Linked DNA regions of Muntiacus reevesi: region 2 is linked to region 1. A link is a contact called in public Hi-C data. All regions are on one chromosome and are shown on one strand. The core of a region is the stretch at or near the end of the contact, and the rest is flanking DNA. Distances in the headings are between cores, read along the strand shown. Region 1 holds the start of DYNLRB1 (dynein light chain roadblock-type 1). Region 2 holds the start of TP53INP2 (tumor protein p53 inducible nuclear protein 2).

Evidence for each region. Hi-C and Micro-C count contacts between places; a contact is called where the count stands out from the background.
Region 2: a Hi-C map of muscle shows a contact between it and region 1, with 3 times the contacts expected there. The contact joins the promoter of TP53INP2 here to the promoter of DYNLRB1 in region 1. A contact is called at or near these places in 2 of 3 Hi-C or Micro-C datasets (blood and muscle).

The regions. Positions count from the first base shown.
Region 1 is chr2:62,223,116-62,227,251 of mMunRee1.1, reverse strand. DYNLRB1 (dynein light chain roadblock-type 1) reads right to left here and starts at 1,536. Exons shown (of 4, transcript XM_065921852.1): 1 at 1,456-1,536. The coding sequence starts at 1,458.
Region 2 is chr2:62,373,908-62,378,217 of mMunRee1.1, reverse strand. TP53INP2 (tumor protein p53 inducible nuclear protein 2) reads right to left here and starts at 2,413. Exons shown (of 4, transcript XM_065921865.1): 1 at 2,211-2,413.

The sequences.
Region 1 (4,136 bases), core at 287-2,786:
GGAGGACTGATACTGAAGCTGAAACTCCAATACTTTGGCCACCTAATGCAAAGAACTGACTCACTGGAAAAGACCCTGATGCCGGGAAAGATTGAAGGCAGGAGAACAGGATGACAGAGGATGAGATGGTTGGATAGCATCACCGACTCAATGGACATGAGTGTGAGCAAGCTCCAGGAGTTGGTGATGGACAGGGAAGCCTGGTGTGCTACAGTCCATGGGGTCACAAAGAGTTGGACACGACTGAGCAACTAAACTGATATATACATATAGATATAATAAAAGAAACTAACAATGTTTGTTTCTGAAGGAGAATGAGGTTGGGGGTCACAGTTGGGTGGGAGATCTATTTTTCACTTAGATCTTTTCAGTTTTTCTTTTTAACTGTGTATAAGATTTGTCTGTTAAAAGTTAATTTTTCTTTTACAGTTTAAAAAGTGATGTGAAAGATGAAGTTACTTCCTCTATACTATAAACTAGCTAACCATATAAAGTACATTGCTAAACTATGTAGAGGAAAAACTGAAGAGAAAAAGACTAATAGGAGTAATATACCTAATCATAAGTCGTTACCTAACTCCAGATCATGGCATTGTTTCTTCTTCCTTTTCCATTTTTCTTATAGTCTTTAAATACTTACATAAGATTTTTAAAAACTATTCAAAGGCTTTAAACGTGGGAACGGTTTTAAACCTGATTTAACCTTGAAAAGGTCTTTTCAAGTTATTTTAAAGTTGGGAGGATTAAAAAAACAAGAAAACAAACCTGTAAAGTCGTAAAGAACCCACAGTTCCAGCCAGCAGGGCAGGAACCCCAAGGGTGGATCCCACTCGTTTCTGACGAGTCCCAGCGGCTCGAAAGAATGACGGGGACACAAAGACAGCAATCAAGCTTCTAGGGTTCAAATCCACCTCTGCCATTTCCTGGGGGCAAGACACTTAGCTTCACTGGGTTTTAGATTCCAAGTATGTAAAACGGGGATAATGGGTGTACCTACTTATCTACGTAGGTACACCTACATAGTTGTGGGGTGTACCTACATGTAGATATGTAGGCATGGGGAGGCGTTTAGCAGAGCCAGATACGAATTAAGCTTCCTGTAAATGTAATCATTATAGTTATAGTCGCGCAACAAGGTCCAGGATGCTAGGATGCAAGGGTTTGTGGGCAGGCCTCCCCACCTCCGTCCACCCCTAGCCGAGGCCTAAACAACTGTTTCCGGTCAAGGGACTGCCGGATCCGGTGGCCCCGCCTCAGTCCCCTCTGAGTCTGGAGGCCCGCGCCGCCCCAGTTCCGCCCTCCAGACAGCTCGGGCCCGACCCCGCCCAGCCCCGCGGATGCCCAGCCAGGCGCTCAGAGCTGTCCCCGGAGGATAGAAAGCCAGGCTCATGGTGGTGGAAAGTCGTGCTCGGCCACCTCCCGGCCGCCTGCCACAAGCTCCCGGCGGACACTCACCATCTCGGACCGATCCGGTAGCTCCGCGTCGCCGGCCCTCAGCCCAGTCTCGCAGCCTTTCTGCGCCTGCGCACAACTCCCTGCCAAGGCGGACAGCCTCGATGGCCTATCAGAAACCAGCGTAGGACGGCGGGGCGGGCGGGTAGGCGGATCTTAGTCAGCTCCCTCAGGGCTCGAGGGGAATTTGCCTTGTGCAGTCAGAAAGTGAACGGCAAGGGAGCAAAGGAGCACTTCAGCTATGGAAAATTCCTAACTCCCACTGTGCCGAAAAGATGCTGGTTCGCGTTGTTGGAAGAGGCTTTCAACCCTCAACCGAAGTCTTAAGCTGGCTCTGAGTGGAGGGTGATGAGCGATTCTGAAGGCGAGGACTGGGGGTGCTGAGGCCTTTGCTCTCAGGTTGAGGCAAAAACAAGGCGCGAAGCCCAAATGCTCTAAAAACGCGAGAAAACCTGGAGTTCGGGCTGGAGTCAAGCGTCCTTGGGGGTCTCCAGAGCGACTCACTTGGGAATATTCCATGCAGGCTCTGAGAAGTGGTCAAGGCTAGTCTGGCAGTCTGCATACTTTGAATCCCTGTGTTCCCTTGGAGAAGCCACTTCACATTTCTGTGCTCCCTCACCTTCTCTTAGACCCCTGTGTTGTTCCGTCTTCCACAAAACTGTGTTCTCTAGCAGGAAATGATTTACTAATTAGTGAGCCTCGTGCCAACAGCCTGGGCTGACACCCTCCCTTACTCCAGTAGACTCAATTTAGTTTCTTCTAGTCACTGGAGTTTGCTGGATTTCAACACAGATGATCTAGTTCCCAAATTTCTTTCCACCATAGCCTGTTGGGGAGGACTTGGTTCTCTTTCCATGGGCGTCCGCAGGTTAACAGGGCTGAATAGTGACTTTACAATGAGTAAACCTGGCAAACACCATGTTAACCAGAGGGTCCAGGTTAACATAGCTGGAAACAGGACATATTTATACATGCCCTTTGATACCATGCACCAAGGGCACGCCACCTCCAGTTTTGTTTTTTTCCACAAAAATCCATGGCCTTAACTATGAGAAAACATTAAACTTGAGGGGCATTCTACAATGTGTCCAGGAAACACTCTTCAAAAAATATCAAAGTCATGAAACACTAGGAACGAATGAGGAACTGTCACAGATTGGTCGAGACTGAGAAAATCACTGGTGAAAAAACTGGTGACAGCTGTATAAAGGTTTTAAAAGTTTAATATAAAAGTTGAGTGTTATTTTATTGATGGTCAAGTTTTTATAATTGTACCAAGTTATATGGGATGTTAACATTGGGGAAAGCCTGGGTGAAGAGTTGTGCAGGAATTCTCTGTACTGTTTTTGCAACAGTTCTGTAAATCTAAAATCATTTTAAGTAAAGTTTTTTTAAAAAGGATTGTACACAAATGATTATTGAATGCAGGAAACATTTGAAAAGTGTTTAGCAAGGGGAAGGATAGGGTGACTGGACCCCAAGATAAGCACAGGAGTATCATGACCATCTTACATATGGTAAACCAGACTGAGGGGGGGTGAATGAATTGAACAAGATCATAATCATAAAAGCAAAAAAAAAAAAAAAAAAAAAAGAGTATGGCCTATAGTTCATGTGACTGGCTGGAGCCACAGTAAGAATTAAGGAGGCGTTGGAAGGAGTTGGAAGAAGTTAAGGCTTTGAGTGATAGGATTTTGAGTTTTGGAATTAATATTCTGTGGAATGGAAGAACCACTGTGGAGAATTATTTGAGACTAAAGTCTTCCACAGATCATTCTGAGGCAGCACAAACAGAACGGAGAGAATGAAAAGTAATGACAAGTTGCTACAGTCAGTGAGGGTAGGGGTGAAGGATGTGGGCTGTGGCAATGGGGGCAGCTCTGAAAGAAATGATTCTCAAGTTTTGGAGGTGGACTTAACAGGATTTGAAGACCAATTAGATGGAACAGCTGAACTAGTTATGGAAGACTCCCAGAGTTGCTGTTAAGTAGAAGTACAGCAAAATGTTTAAGCACACAGTCTTTGGTGTCAGACAGTCCTGGATTCCAATTTGTACTCTTGCCGTGTAACAGCTAAGGACACTTGTAGTTTCTCAACCACGTTGAACCTATTTTCTGTAAAACAGAGATGATCATTCATCTGTGAAAGTGACCAGGAACACTAAATGACAGTGCATGTCACATATCTGAGTGTTTGGGATATAGTAATAAATGCTGAGAATTGTCCCAGAGTAAGTGAATAGAGGTGTGATATTGGTTGCTAGGATAGAGAAGACAAACAGAAGAGGTCTGAATTAGAAATGAGGAAAGTAACAGCGTGGCTGTTTTCACTTATCTGCAGGAGTGACTAAAAAGTTTCAAGGTCCTTTTTGTGAGTTGCTTTGAGGAAACCCTGATGCTCACAGCATCTTTGCGCAATGGGAACTTGTTCACGGGGGACCAATACTCTCCTTCCTAGGTCTCCACTTAAGACCTGAAAGATTCCCATGGATCCTCCCCCTAAATGTCCTGACCACAAAGAAGCTTTACAGACACATGGAAACTGACCAATGAAATGAGCTGGGAGTGACAGCAAGTTTGTTTTAGAGTTCTACAACATGAGATCCTCTTCCTTTAAGTCCAGAGACTAGCAGCCAGTCAGTCACAGTTTGATGCTTTGAGGAGTTTGGGGCTGGAAAGCCAACT
Region 2 (4,310 bases), core at 1,164-3,663, 150 kb before region 1:
AGGATCAGAGGACATAAATCCGTCCAAAGACACACAGCTAGATGGCGGCAGAACAGGCCTAGCACCAGGTCACTGAGCCTTGGGTCTGAAGTGTACATAGTCAGGAACCCCTCAGTAAACAATCCCCCAAAATATAACGATGCAGGGGAGACGGGGGAAGTCAGACAGGAGTCAGATTTTGATCAAGTCACTGCCCCTCTCAGGGGGCCCTCTGTCCAGCTATAAAAGGGTCTGAGGTTCCTGGCACCGAGATTCATCCTGCATTTACCAAAGCACCCACTGTGTACCAGAGTCTGCTCCAGGTCTCTTCAAGTTACAAACGGAAGGCTTAGGGTTGGGAAAGCTCCCTGCCTGAGGTCACACAGCAAGTCAGTGACAGAGCCAGAAGCGACAGCCTCACCAGCCAGCCAGTGCCCGCCCCCTCTCATGACCACAGAGGGAGGCTCCCAGAATTTTTCTTTCCCAGCCCTGCCAACTTCCTGGTTCTCACATTTCCAGTTCTGCTTCTGGGAGAACCATTCCCTTTAATAACTGCAACAGCTGTGCCCGGAATAACACTTGAGCCCCACGCCTCATCCCCAGCCCATCCGTGAGCAGAGTCTAGGCTGAGATAGGACTCTTGGTCCAACCCATAGGCCCATCTACTTGGAAAGTCAGAGGATCCCCTTCTCCTGCTCAGTCTCTGGTGCTTCTCTGTGAGCAGAGAGGGGAGCACATGCTTTGTAATCACCAGCACTAGTCCAGGTCAATCCTTTCTAGCTGACAGCTCTGGGGGTACAAGGTGAAAGTGATAGTTGCTGAGTTGTGTCCAACTCTTTGTGACCCCATGGACTAGCCTCCCAGGCTCCTCTGTCCATGGAAATCTCCAGACAAGAATACTGGAGTGGGTTGTCATTTCCTTCTCCAGGGGATCTTCCTGACCCCAGGGATTGAACTCTGGTCTCCTGCATTGCAGACAGACTCTTTACCATCTGAGCCACCAGGGTGGGAGGTGAAGGACAGACAAATAGAGGGAACTCTCATCTCCACCCCATCCCAACATTGGCCCGGGAGACACCCTGATGCAGTCATTGACTCACGTTTCTGTGACCAAAGCAGCTGGGAGGCAGTGATTTTACTGGGCTCCAGAACTCTGAGGTACAGAATGAGGGTGGGGGCCTCAAAAAGGGACCCAGTCTCCAGAGACCTCCTGGAAAAAGATCCAGGAGTGAGGAAATCTGGGAGCAGTATCAAATTTGGATGGGGCTTAGTCCAAGTAGTTGGATGGCATTACCGACTCAATGGACATGAGTTTGAGTTGGTGATGGACAGGGAGGCCTGTGTGCTGCAGTCCATGGGGTTGCAAAGAGTCCCACACGACTGAACGACTGAACTGAACTAACCCAAGTGGAGTCTTAGGTGCAAGGAGGATGAGTAACTTGTTACTTGTAATAAGCTTCTACTAGGTATGTGCCAGTGGCTAATGGATCCGCCACTCACTAGGAAGGCATGACTGTAACTGGCTGCACGACCTCGAGTAAGCCACCTCCCCTCTCAGGGACTCGGTTTCTCCTTTCATGAAATGGGCTCTAAGACCCCTCGTTCGGGGGCTGGGAACGACGTCAGCTAAGGCGCTGCACACATGTCAGGGATTAAGGGAATGTTATGATGTTAGCCCCAGGGGCGCAGAGCCTGGAGCCAGAGGGAGGAGATTGCACCACCACCTGGCGCTGCCCCAGCGATCTACAGTTCAAGCTTCAGGGGCTCCAGAACTTCTGACAACCCCCTCCCCCTATCTAGACCCAGCTGTGCCTTCGGAACCTCTCTCAAGTCTCTTCGAACCACTCTCAGGTCTAAGGAGAAAGTAGAAGATCAGAGGTTTGACCTCAGCTCCTGGGTTAGCCCAGGAAACAGGAGGGCCCTCTGGTCCCGCTGCCTTCAGCGTCCCTCACTCATGGGCCCAGTTCCGACCCAGCGCCCAACGGGTCACCGGAGGACAAGCGACCGGAGTCGGGAGGGGGTGGGGGGGCGGTGCCGGCCTTGGTGACGTCTCAATGTCATATGCAAATAGGGAGACGTCACCGTCTACCGGGCGGGGGGCAGCCAATCCGGAGCCCAGAATGCAGCCCCGGCAGCCGCTGGCGGAGACTGACAAAGACCCGGGAACTGGGGGCGCGGGGCGTGTCCCGAGGCTCCAGGAGCCCCCCTGGCCAAAGCCGGTCGGAACTCACCTGGAGACTGGGGGCGGTGCGGCGGAACCAGGTAGCGCTGAGGTAGTTGTGAGGTGGAGCGTCCCGGGGTCGGCGGCGGATCACAGGCCCGGCAGCATCGCGGGGGCTGGGTTGGGAGCGCGTCGCGCACTCAGACTGACTGCGCTCGCCCGCGAAGCTTTGAGTCTACAGCCGCCGCCGCTGGACTCACGGCACAAATTGGAACGTTCAAACAGCTGATTGTGACGTCACAAAGGGGCCCGCCCGCCTCGCGTCACCGGCCGGCCAAGCGGCGGCCAATCCCAGACTGCGGATTCCCTCTCCCCGCCTCCTCCGCGGTTAGCCGGCTAGTGGCTCCCTCGCGGGGATCCCAGACTCCCAGGCTAGGGAAGAGGAGGCCTGGAGAAACAACTGCTGGAAGCTTGGACCGCCCTGCCTCTGGGCGACCCACGGACCTCTCTAAGAGGGGGATTCCCACTAGTTCCTACGAGATCCCCATCTTGCTGCACTCCCTCCGCATCTGTCAGCGCCCTCACCTTTCCCGCCGCCTCTCCTGTCCTTTCACCTGCATCTTATATTCAAGTCCCTCAGTCTGTACACTTTTCTCAACTCCACACCACGCTCGTGCACTCCAGCCTCCCCACCACCCGGCTCTCGGCTCTGCCTTTTCTATCTCTCTTTCTTGCCGTACACGCTCGCTGCTTTCCCACTCCTTTTTTTCCTCGGCTGGGCAAGCTTAACAGTTGGGGGATAACCCTCTTCCCTGGTTCCAGGGGATCGCAGGAAGTATAGAAGAGTTGGTTAGGCTGACAGGGAAATATTGCTGGTAGAACTTGGAGAGGAATTGCTTTGGGCTAAATAAACTTTGACCTAGAGAGTAATCTACACTGGAACGTTTACGCATCTTGTGCGTGTGTGTGCTCAGTCCTGTCTGACTCTTTGTGACCCCATGGGCTGTGGCCTGTCAGGCTCCTCTGTCCATGGGATTTCCCAGGCAAGAATACTGGAGTGGGTTACCATTTCCTTCTTCAGGGGATCTTCCTGATGGAACTTGACTCTCCTGCATTGGCAGGCTCATTCTTTACCACTGGCTACTTGGGAAGCCCTTACACACCTTATTTAATCCATATTGCTACTGGGGCTGGACAGAAAAGTGAGAGACAGGGATTGATTGATTATTAACCCTGATGTACACACAGGGAAACTGAGATAGATCTCATGGCAACCCACTCAAGTGTTTTCTTGCCTGGAGAATTCCATGGACAGAGGAGCCTAGCAAGCTATAGTCGGTGGGGTTGCAGAGAGTGGGACCCAGCTGGGTGACTAAACAACACCACCACCACACAGGGAAGCAGATCTCATGGTTAGTATATAGATTCATATTCAGTAACGCATTCAACAACAACTATTGCCACTGCCAGACCATTAGCTGACATTTTTGAGCACTTACTGAGTGCCAGGCATTGTGCCATACTGCTATATATGTGTTTTTATTCTTCACAACAACCGAAAAGGTATGTGTTATCCCCATTTTCCAGTTGAGGAATCAGAGTCACACAGTTATAGTAAATGGCAAAGCCAGAATTTGAACACATAGTTCCTGGCTCCAACACTCTCCACTCTCTACAAGCACCAGATAATCAAAGCCCGAGGGTGCTTCAGCCTCCCCCAGGAGACCTGGGCTTCGTCCTTTCCCCAAACTTGCTGTGTGACCTCAAGCAAGTCATGTCATCTCTCTGGGCCTCAATTTTCATATCTGTCGAAATATCCAAGTTACCTTTTAGAGATTCTTTCAAAGTCATCACCCTCAGGATTCTTCCAGTCCCATATTCTAGGCCCCCAGCATTCCCAGTGACCTGAGAAGTGGCTGGAAAGACCACAGTACACATCCTCAGCACCTCCAGAGGTTGTGCATCCTCTCTCAGTAGAGCAGGGCTGGTGGGGATGAATCTGGGCACTGCCCATCTGTCTCACCAGGAGGGGGGTTGTGGGGGAAGGGAACTAGGCCAGAGCTTCTGCTCTGCTGATAAAATCCTGTCCCGGCCTAATCTGAAACCCCAGAGGGACGTCTCAATCCTAGCAACTAGGAGAAGGAACCAGGAAACAATACCCAGCGGTTTG